2 separate regions of the Hordeum vulgare genome follow, and region 1 is linked to region 2. The links are chromatin contacts, called in public Hi-C maps. All regions are on one chromosome and are shown on one strand. The core of a region is the stretch at or near the end of the contact, and the rest is flanking DNA. Distances in the headings are between cores, read along the strand shown. Region 1 holds the start of LOC123427483 (mitochondrial dicarboxylate/tricarboxylate transporter DTC-like). Region 2 holds the start of LOC123427475 (thioredoxin-like 2, chloroplastic).

Region 1 (5,360 bases), core at 176-2,675, 420 kb after region 2:
TATTAGTCTTCTTCCACCTCAACAATACTCAAGGTGAGAAAACATGCACAAATAAGAAAATATAGTTGTGAATACCAGAGAATATTTAGTTATTTACATGTTTAATTTATGTTTGTAAGTCATACTTTACATGTGCACTGAGTCACTGACACTATTACATGGCAAATGTACCGTGGCCAGCAGAAAACTACATACAGAACAATTATGCACATCATGAATAAAGACATTTGCAAGAACAAACCTTGTAGAAGGAACCAAGGCCCTCATTAGCATACATTGTCTTTGCGACCTGAGCTGCAGATCCCTCACCCAACTGGATCTTCACCTGAAACCAAAAACAGGAAAAGCTATATATAATGTGCACGAAATAGATATTTACAGTCTTCATGTTTCAGTAAAAGCTATTAATCATAAGCCATAACATTCTACACAACTCTCCAGTAAATAACCCACTTGAACTATGATGGCATGTTGGCCGACACTACCAAAATATAGTGGTCTGGCTAATTCTGCATGTGCAGGAACATTCCAGCAGCAAATAATAATAATAACTAGAACAACATCTTGAGACCAAAGAACTAGTGCTAACTGATTAAAAACAAGTAAAGCCACGCAAACACACAGATCTTTTGGTGAGGAAGAAAATAGCACACCACAGATTTAGTGCGATCTCCACGGAGGATCTAAGCTAACACATCGGACAGTTTCGACTGTAGATAACAAATAACGAAGTGTGTCGCCCCCACTTGCGCTCGTGGTGTGACCGCATACTCCAGTTTCCACAGATCTCCTCAAGAATAGCCACCCTAGTGTACAACAAGTTGTCCGGAGCTCACTCGAGGGTGAGCTCAGATCTAACCCAGAGATGCGCAGAAATCAATCGACCCGATCCATCAATCGCGTCGCTCGCATCCACTATAACCAACCACAGATCTAAGGCTCAAGAGAGCCACCAAACTCAACAAGCTGCCCCTAAATCATATATTCCACACCGGGAAAGAAGAAGTGAGTAGCGCATCCGTACCTTGATCATGTCGATGGGCTGGATGACGCAGGTGGCGAGCATCCCGGAGGCGCCACCATTGACGAATGGCTTTATCGTCTTCCAGACGCCGGTGGGCGCCGCGGCCTGCTGCTGCTTCGCGTCCGCCATCTCCTCCGGCGAGATCTAGCCGGGCTGGGAGAGGAAGTGCAGCAGACGCGAGCGGAGGGAAGGCGATGCGGGCGAGGAGGAGGCCTAGATCGCTGGGTGCCGTTGCGCTTTTATTATTGCGCCGAGAGCGACGCGAGGAGATAACAGGATTACTTACTTTTTCTCCGAGAAGAAAGAACAGATGGACGATAAAATACTACTTGGCCGTAAAAAATGCGTAATAAAGCAGCGCCGCGTTCTCGTGAGCGCCGTCGCGGCTGTGCGCATGGACGTGGTGCACATGAGGCGGTTGAGGCGCAAGTTTTTTCGTTTTTTTTAAGGCAGGTTGAGGCGCAAGTTGACACAAACAAGGTTGGAAAAGGTTTTTTTTTCTTTAAGCATGGCATGGGTTGGAAAAGTTGAGTAGACGTCAGGAGGAGAAAAGTGGTGGTGGCGTATGGGATCTGTCCGTGTGGAATTGGAAGGGAGATCTTGTGCGCAGTGGGGCCCCTGAGCAGGCCCATTGCTGGTGTGGTGGGAGGCGTGGTCCAGCCAACCTCGTCGTCGGAGTTCCCGTCCTCGCCGTGTTTGTTTTCTCCAGCTTATGTCCAAACGCCTCCGAAAGACCGCACGTGAGGCGAGACCTCGCATTTTTATTTTATTTTTTGCAAAGGAAGAGCATTTTTTCTTTCCTTGCTGTATAAATCTTTCTTTTATAACAGAAAAAGGCACCAATAGGTGCTAATTTATTGAGCTCGAAGACAGTGTACATGAGAGGTTACATAAACTGCTTAGAAGAAAGAGTAAAAAAAGCAGAATCTGAGAAAGAAGAGCTGAATAGAAGTCATAGAAGACAATAAGGGAGCAAGAATCCCTGTTGATGAAGAACATGACTAACATGACGAAGCAACCCAAGGAAGAAAAAGACATGATATGCACTTCTGCTACCAAAGAAACATAGATACATCACTCAGCAAACACCAAGAGCAACTGGACGAACAACTTTGGAATATAGCTGCGCTCAGATAATGTTACGCTCCCAGTTGGATCTCACTTTCAAGAACAGGTTTGATACAAGATTCGAGGTCAAATTCGAGGTTCGGAGGGAGGGAGAGAGGTTCGGGAGGAAGAAATCGCCGTCGGTTCAAAGATTACATCCAGCACACCTCATGCAGGAGGGGTCGGAGCCTACTTAACCTAACGGGTGGTGTCCCACACTTGGGTTGCGAAACGGTTGTTGGGCTTCATCGGTCGATGAGGCCGCTCCGCCCAGTGGGTGGCGACGGCTGTTGGGGCGGAGCCATCGGTAGCAGGCGGGCCGAGGGAGGCAGAAGTCGTAACACTCCCTCCCCCTTGAGACACAGCTTGACCCCAAGCTGGCGCCCGAGGAAAGTGGCAGCCAGGTTCCTTGGTGTCTTCCCAGGTGGTGAAATCTGGTGGCTGATCTGTCCAGCGCACAAGGATCTGCGGAACGTCTCGAAGTAGGGTCCGAAGTAGCGGAAAGCCAACTTCTGATTGAGCCTTGTGGTGACGGAGCGTTGCACATACGGGTGAAGCTTGAGGAAAACCCAGTCATTGACGACGAAAACACGATCCGGTCGGTGCTTGTCTGCGGAGTCCTTCATGGTTTGGCGTGCTCGAAGAAGACGCTCGCGAATCAAGGTTATCATTTTCTCGTGGTCCCCTAGCCAATCCGCCAAATCCGGGATGCGCACGCGACGGAGTCAATGATGTCGAAGTGGCGCGACGCATGCCCGTAGAGAACTTCAAAGGGAGTAGTGCTCAACGCGGAGTGGGGGATGTATTGTACCAAAACTCAACCACGGGTAACCAAGCATACCATTTGGTGGGGTAGGCATGGACGAAACATCGAAGAAATGTCTCCAGGCGTTGGTTGACTCGCTCAGTTTGCCCGTCTGTTTGAGGATGGTGCGTCGTGCTCATCCGCAGCTTGGTGTGGGTAAGGCAAAAGAGCTCCTTCCACAACAGGCTCGTGAATATTGGGTCACAGTCAGAGACAATAGATTCTGGCAGCCCATGCAGTTTGTAGATGTGTGCCACAAAGGCGTGCGCGACTTGGAAAGCGGTGAAAGGGTGAGACAAGGCAATGAAATGGGCATACCGGGAGAACTTGTCGACGACCACCAATATAGAGTTGCAACCCAAGGAGCGAGAGAGGCCCTCCATGAAGTCCATTCTGATCATTTGCCAGGCTTCTGTTGGTACATGTAGAGGTTCGAGAAGACCGGTATAGCGGACATGCTCGGGCTTGGCTTGCTTGCAGACTTGGCAAGCCTCGACGAAGAGCTTGGCGTGATGCTGTAGTCCTGGCCAAGTGAATAGTCGTCGCACTCTTTTGTAAGTGGCATTGAACCCCGAATGGCCACCAGTAGCGCATGTATGAAGGGCATCCAATAATTTCTTTTGCAGGTCCATGTTGTCACCCAACCAAACCCGGTCGTGTTGTCGAATGATGCCATCCTAGAGAGAGTAGCCGTCTGGGTGATCATTCTGAGTGGCCAACTGAGTCGGCAGTGCCTGAGCTACGGGGTCATCTTCGTAACCTTGCTGGACTACTCCCAGCCAAGCTGCCACGGCCATAGTGATGGCTGCAAGGTCGCCCTGGGGGGCGGGCACACGTGAAGAACGTCAGCGGCCCGGTTATCCATACCTTTCTTGTACATAATATGGTATCTCAGGCCCAGCATCTTTGCCATGATATTTTGTTGCCAAGGGGTGGCTAGCCGCTGGTCTTCTAGGTGAATAAGGCTTTGCTGGTCTATGTGTAAAGTGAACTCGTCATTTTTGCACATAAGTTCTCCAGTGATCTAGTGCCATCAGGATCGCCAAGCCTTCCTTCTCAAATGTGCTAAGCATCCTGTTACATGAGCCCAAAGCACGGGTCAAGTACCTGATGGGGTGTTTATCATGAGACAACACCGCCCCGATGCCGTAGTCGGATGCATCTGTTTCCATCTCAAAGGGTTTGGTAAAATTTGGCAGTGCCAGCACACGTGCCATAAACAGCGCGTGCTGAAGTGCCCGAAAAGCACCATCCTCCAGATCTATCCAGCAGAGCACGACCCCTTTCTTGAGAAGATCGGTCAGTGGTCGACACATGACAACAAAACCATGCACAAACTTGTGATAATATCCAGCAAGACCCAGAAATCCCCGCACTCCTTTGACATTGGTAGGAACTGGTCAGTTCTGAACTGCTACAATATTCTTGCGATCTGTGCGAACACCACCACCGTTGATCTCGTGCCCCAAGTATAGTAGATTGGATCGAGAAAAAGAGCACTTACTTCATTTCATCTTCAAGTTGTGGTCTTTGAGTAATTGAAAGACTTGTCGCAATAGGCTGAGATGTGCATCCTCATCCGCGATGTGGATGAAGATGTCGTCGATGAATATCAGCACACCTTCCTGAAGCATGAGAGCCAATACAATGTTCATGATGGGGAACGATACGTCTCCATCGTATCTACTTTTTCAAACTCATTTGCCCTTGTTTTGGACTCTAATTTGCATGATTTGAATGGAACTAACCCGGACTGACGCTGTTTTCAGCATAATTGCCATGGTGTTGTTTTTGTGCAGAAATGAAAGTTCTCGGAACATCCTGAAAATTTACGGAGAATATTTTTGGAAAATATGAAAAATACCTGCGCAAAGATCCACCGGAGGGGATGGGCTAGTGGGCCACAAGCCCTGTAGCCGCCGCCCCCCTGGTGGCACCTACCAAGCTTGTGGGGCCCACGTGGCTCTGCCACCCCCAAACTCAGCTCTATAAATTCACTTTCGTCCCGAAAAAAATCAAGAGAGAAGATTTCATCGCGTTTGCGATACGGAGGCGCCGCCACATTCTGTTCTTCATCTAGAGGGCAGATCTGGAGTCCGTTTTGGGCTCCGGAGAGGGGAAATCGTCGCCATCGTCATCATCAACCTTCTTCCCTCTCCAATTCCATGAAGCTCTTCATCGTTCGTGAGTAATCTATTCGTAGGCTCGCTGGGCGGTGATGAGTAGGATGAGATCTATCATGTAATCGAGTTAGTTTTGACGGGGATTGATCCCTAGTATCCACTATGTTCTGAGATTGATGTTGCTATTATTTTTCCATGCTTAATGTTTGTCACTAGGGCCCGAGTGCCATGATTTCAGATCTAAAATTATTATGTTGTCATCAATATATGTGTGTTTTATATCCGATCTTGTAAGTTGTAG
Region 2 (5,920 bases), core at 162-2,661:
TCTGTACAGGGTCATTGGTAACTTGGGAACAAGATCAAGAAACAAACAGACTACAGTACTACACAAGCAACATACCTTCTAAATGATCCAGAAAACTATGTAACGTTAACGTCATAACTACACATGTGAGAAACAAAATTTGCAATAACAGGCAATCAAGCCATGAGAAAATCAAATGGCACATAGGTGCATACATATCAGTACAAATTAATGGTAATTACCCTTGGGAAGAGTGCCCGGCAAGAACCACACCAAGTTCCATAAAACTCTACAATAACAAGCCTGTCGCCTGCATCCCTTAGTGCATCCAAAAACTCCTGTGTGGAGTGTATGTCAAACATATTTGCACCAGCATTCTTTTCCCACCATTTTGGCTGTTCACCAGTCTCTGAACGTACTGCGGCATGGGCCTGGCACGAGAACAATGGAAAGTCCAAAGAGATCAAACACTCCAAGCACTCAGCTGCATAAATTAAGCAGTAACCCTATCCATGCCCCAAGCATGTCAATACAAGAAGCCTTTCTAGTTTCAGCACATCATAAATAACTTCAACCAAGGATGAAGTAACATAGTTTGAAGTACATTCACAACATCCAATATGGGCACATACAATTCTAGGGGAGAGGTAAGGTGATGTTGATTCTAAATGTGATTCATATGGCCCAATCAAGAAAATAGTGGCGTAAATGCCACCGGTTAAACTCATTCCAACATCACAAATTAATCTATGGCATGTAGGTGCATCTGTTTTGCTTAAATAATAACAAAATCCTCCGCGTGAATCAGCAAACTAATCAGGATACTCTATCTACTGTATCCAGAACGAAACCACAATTAAACGATCAGAAGACTTCTGCAACCCCACGTTCCCAAACCTCCAAACCCTACATGAGACTCAAACTTGCCCCATCACAACAGCGCGAAAACCCAAGGACGCATAAATCCTCTCTGAGGAAACAACAGGAGAAAAAGAGCGCGCGCGTACCATGAGCCGGCGTGGCCGCCCAGGCGGGGCGGCAGCCGCCAAGCGCGTGACCCGCGGGTCGGCGCGCGGGGCGGGTGAGAGGACCCCGTGGGAGGACGGCGACGACGAGGCGGAGGTGGAAGCGCCGAAGCGGCGGGGGAGGTGGTGGAGGAGGGCCTCGGCCATGTGCTCTGCGTCGCTGCGGGACGGGGCCAACGACTCCGGCGAGCCCGCTTAGACCGGCGCCGCAACCACCGAACTATTTGGTGTCGGAGCCGGGAGCATCCGAGGAGGCGTCACTGCAAGTTGACTGTATGCGGCACAGGCACTAGTCGGCTCCTGCCGTGTCCACCGGCCACCGCCTCCTTCCTTGGCTGCGGTGGAGGGAGGAGGGCGGGTCAGAGATTGTGGCCGTGTGGTGGAGATGGTAGCGGCTGGCTCTTTCGCGTGGATGGGGAGCTGAATGCCACACTGCCACTAATGAGTGGGGCCCGGGTGACAGACAGTAGCTTGTCCCATTCGAAATTTAGAATTTGAAAACGGCCTTGCTCGACGAAGATCTGGGTTCCAGCTGAGCATCCTGAACCGTTAGATGTAAAACGTGTGGTGCGTACAGATTGACGTGGAATTCCACACACTTTGATGTTACATTTTGCACTTACGCCCTGAACATAATCCACTTTAAAGAAACCCCCTCTAGCACTAACTTCTGTTCGCACACAAACAAATCACCGTGTACCTCGACGTTGGGGTGATAAACTGCAACTCAAGTCAAAGGAGATATACACCGAAAAACCATACAAGAAAAACCATACAACTCCATACAAGAAAGGGACTCCAAATCTCGTCCAAATCCTTCCAAAATGAACCGAACTTAGATTTAGATATATCTGAGACTCACTTTGTGCATTTTAAAATCGCACCTAAAAACATACCGAAATAAATCAAAGAAACCCAATTTTATAAATTTATGGTTATGGTTTCGATGTGGTATGAACTTTTTATACCGTTTTAAACTTTGGTTTTTATGATATACACCGAAAAACCGAATAGTTAACTGAATAAATTGAAATAAAAATATATTTATGTATCTTAAGGCGAACAACCATATAACTAGTCATTTTTTGTACAAGAGCCGGATTTCATATTAAGCACATCCATTTTTCTTGTAACCTAGTCACATTTATCTTTAAAAGAATACTAAGTATGTCCATAACCATCGAATCCATGCATGCATATACACTTGCATATAGTTATGTGCTCTTTGTGTAAAAAGGTATATGTTTTGAGTTATAAATTTGTAAATTATTATATGCCATTTTCAAATTTGCGTCAACTCTGGCTTTTATGGTATATACCAGAACCATACCAAAGTAATTGGGTATATACTGAAATTGAACCATATATTAATTTGATACCATACAAACGAAAAAACGTATAAACTGGACCATATAAACCGAACGCACAGTGATATGAGAGAACAGTACAGTTTTTGGCTTCTAGAGGCGAAATACCAACTTGGATGAAGATCCAAAATTTAACCATTTTGATGAAAAGAACTTTTGTGTTGAACTTTTTTTTTATTTGAGGTCATCTTGAAAGGGGTCTCGGATGTTTTTCTAAGGTCTGCATCAAGAAAATGGTCCCGATGTCCGAACACATAATTGCTCGGATCATATGGGTCTCATCCCAGATCATTCGGCTTTGTCCTCAACATTATATTGTCTTCCAGTATGATATCCCGGACGTTCATCCGGTCGTCAGTCGGACGATCCGGCTCCCCGCCCGGACGATCCGGCAATGTACTGCAGCAGTGCATAGTTTGGGCTCTAACTTTTGCACACGACTTTGGATTAAGACGATTTGTATAAAAAACCGTTCATTTTGACGAGATGAACAACTTCTATTTAGAACACTTTTCCACCCGAGGCCGTCTTAATTATGTTTCATGCCATTTGATAATGTGGCGTTAACACGAGCATTTCTGAAAAATATCTTAAATTTTGCATCTGATCTCCGTTTTGGACCATCTTCGTATCCACCTTGATCTTGTCAAAGAGATCCATCCAATAGTGACTTTCAATCATAAGTTTCAAGTAATCTTGACATAAATTAATCTACTTCTATGATTGTGCCACTTTTGAGCATCAACATGTGCCCCATGTTTTTCGGTAAAGCTAGCATATGCCAAAAAATAAATTGTATTTTGTTTGCTATAAGGATGATGTCAACACTCCATTGTCCATTTATATGCTTATGGAGATAGTTATATATCGACCATCTATACTCTTAGGACGATAATCATGTATTAGCCATTTGGACTAGCAACAAAAAATGTAGCTAACCAACGTATGATGATGTGGTATTACCTTTTCTTGATGCAAGAAATTATATTGCATCCATGGACCGAAATAAGACCATGGAGGGTAACCAATCATAAATAAAGATAAATTCGATGGCATCGACATCAATGGCATAACAGAAGAATGTGGATAATGTTTGGACCAAAGATTTTGATGTGCAAACCTTCGGCTTGGTTGTTCATAATTTTCACTCTTTTCCTTCTTCACCTTGGTCACACTTTTTGTAATGAAAGCTTGCGCATTATTCTTGTTTAGAGTACTTCCTTTGGGAACCCATGCCATGTTCCTTCTTTGAAGTTCTTTTGCACTTAGTTTTTGCAACTTCTTCTTTTTCCAATACGGTAAGCCGAGTGGGAACCCCAGTTATGATTTTGTTTGGAGCAATGGCAATTCTTGTTTTACCTTCTGCACTCTCAACTTCTTCTCTTCAAATTTCGCACTTGATCGACTTGCCTCATTGCCTTTAGTAGCCAATGCCAACAATTTAATTGCATATTTTTCATTTGAAATCAAATATGAAGTGTCACTCTTACGTCCATCTCTTCTAAAGCGGTAAACTTGCTTGACCACCTTGATGACCCACAAGTATAGGGGATCAATCATAGTCTTTTCGGTAAGTAAGAGTGTCGAATCCAATGAGGGGTAGAAGGAATCAATAAGCAATTTTTAGCAAGGTATTATGTGCAAGTGATGTAAAGTAGTTGTGATAGATAGTTTGATAGCAAGATAATTTGTAACAAGTAACAAGTAATAAGAAACAGAAGTGACAAGGTACAAAAAGGTGGCATGATAGGTGAATTTTGCATCATGATTTTTCATTGATATTTATATTGTTCTTGTTCCACTTTATGATACAATTCTTATGCATTTTCTCTCTTAATTTACTAGGTTCATCACAAAGAGGGAAATTGTCGGAAACCAGAATTTTGGACCTCGAAACCAATAAAAAGGTTGAAAATTCTCTGGACTCCAAATGACCTAAAACTTCACGAGGATTTTTTGTGAAATATATCTAAGTTTATGGAGCGAAGAAGTGCCTGAGGGGGGAACATGTGGCTCCCAAGTCAACAGGACACGACCACCCCCCTTGGGCGCGCCCTGATGGCTTGGGAAGCCCATAGGCAGGCCCAAGCCCCCCTTCTTCTGCTATATGATATGTTCGGACCTAGAAAAAAATCTAGAAGATACTTTCAGGCCGAAACATTATCATCTCAAGGCGAAAACTTAGGAAGAGGCCCTTTTTCTCTCCGACAAAGTGATTTTGCTGGGGAAACTTCCCACCGACCTCCGGGAGGGGGAGATCAAAGTCATCATCAATTCTCCCTCCTTCGTGGGAGGATCAATCTTCACCAACACCATCTCATCTAAAACCCTAGTTCATCTCATGTATGCAATCATTGTCTCAAAACCTCAAATTGGTACGTGGGGGCTACTAGTAGTGTTGATTACGTCTTGTAGTTGATGCTTGTTGGTTTACTTGGCGGAAGAAAATATGTCCACATCATTTATCTTATTTATTATACATATGATCTTGAACATGGCGATGTTTTGTGAGTAGTTGATTTTGTTCTCGGGGACATGGGAGAAGTCTTGTTACAAGTAATCATGTGAAGTTGGTATTCGTTCCATATTTTGATAATATGTATGTTATTGCTTCCTTTAGTGGTGCCATGTGAATGTCGACTACATGAAACTTCACCATGTTTTGGGCCTAAAGGAAGGCATCATAGAGTAATAAGTAAACGATGGGTTGCTAGAGTGGTAGAAGCTTAAACCCTAGTTTATGCGTTATTTCATAAGGGGCTGATTTGGAGCCACATGTTTCATGCTATGGTTAGATTTATCTTAATTCTTTTTCCATAGTTGCGGATGCTTGAGAGAGGAGATAGTCATAAGTAGTTGCTTGTTCAAGTAAGAACAACACCTAGGAACCGATCCACACACATACCAAATTATCAAAGTAACGAACGCAAATCAACTCAACATGTTGATCACTACTAGATGGAAATTCCCATGTGTTGGGGATATACCCCACGGGATGACCCGCCAGAAGGATGACCGAGCTGTCAAGACGGTAGATCAAGAGTGTGGCCGCTACACGAAGCCATAGAAGCCTCAAACCAAGGCCCACGAGGTGGCTTCTTCCAAAGGGTCCGCTCGTGGGCCATTACTTGGTTGTCCGGCTTGAGGAAGAAGTCGTAAGGAACTTTTCCATACTTGAGAGACAAGATAAGTAGGAATTAGACTAGGTCACGGGTTGTAATGCGACTCGAACTCTCTTGTAATCTCAGGGCCTCGACCTATATATAAAAGGGAGCCCCTGAGATAGATAGAGCGAGAAATCCTCCAGAGCTTGGTTAGCGATTCCATACCCTTGCAATCAAGATCATCATCAATAACACAAAAGCAAGATGTAGGCTTTTACCTCCATCGGAGGGGCCGAACCTGGGTAAACCATTATCTCTCATTCCTGATCAGCCCCATCCAAGCAACCACCTAGTTGTGATGGCTCCTAGACTTAGTCCTATCGCTAGGACATCTGTCATGAGAAAACCATGATAGTTGGCGCCCACCATGAGGCCCGCGCATGGT

Evidence for each region. A called contact is a pair of places that touch in the nucleus more often than the background predicts.
Region 1: a contact with region 2 is called in a Hi-C map of seedling, with 5 times the contacts expected there. The contact joins the promoter of LOC123427483 here to the promoter of LOC123427475 in region 2. A contact is called at or near these places in 3 of 6 Hi-C or Micro-C datasets (leaf and seedling) and 1 of 1 datasets of contacts at active chromatin or transcription factors (embryo).

The regions. Positions count from the first base shown.
Region 1 is chr1H:149,485,571-149,490,930 of MorexV3_pseudomolecules_assembly, forward strand. It overlaps LOC123427483 (mitochondrial dicarboxylate/tricarboxylate transporter DTC-like), which reads right to left and starts at 1,426. Exons shown (of 6, transcript XM_045111543.1): 1 at 1,025-1,426; 2 at 242-325. The coding sequence starts at 1,153.
Region 2 is chr1H:149,063,110-149,069,029 of MorexV3_pseudomolecules_assembly, forward strand. It overlaps LOC123427475 (thioredoxin-like 2, chloroplastic), which reads right to left and starts at 1,412. Exons shown (of 4, transcript XM_045111532.1): 1 at 987-1,412; 2 at 222-410. The coding sequence starts at 1,151.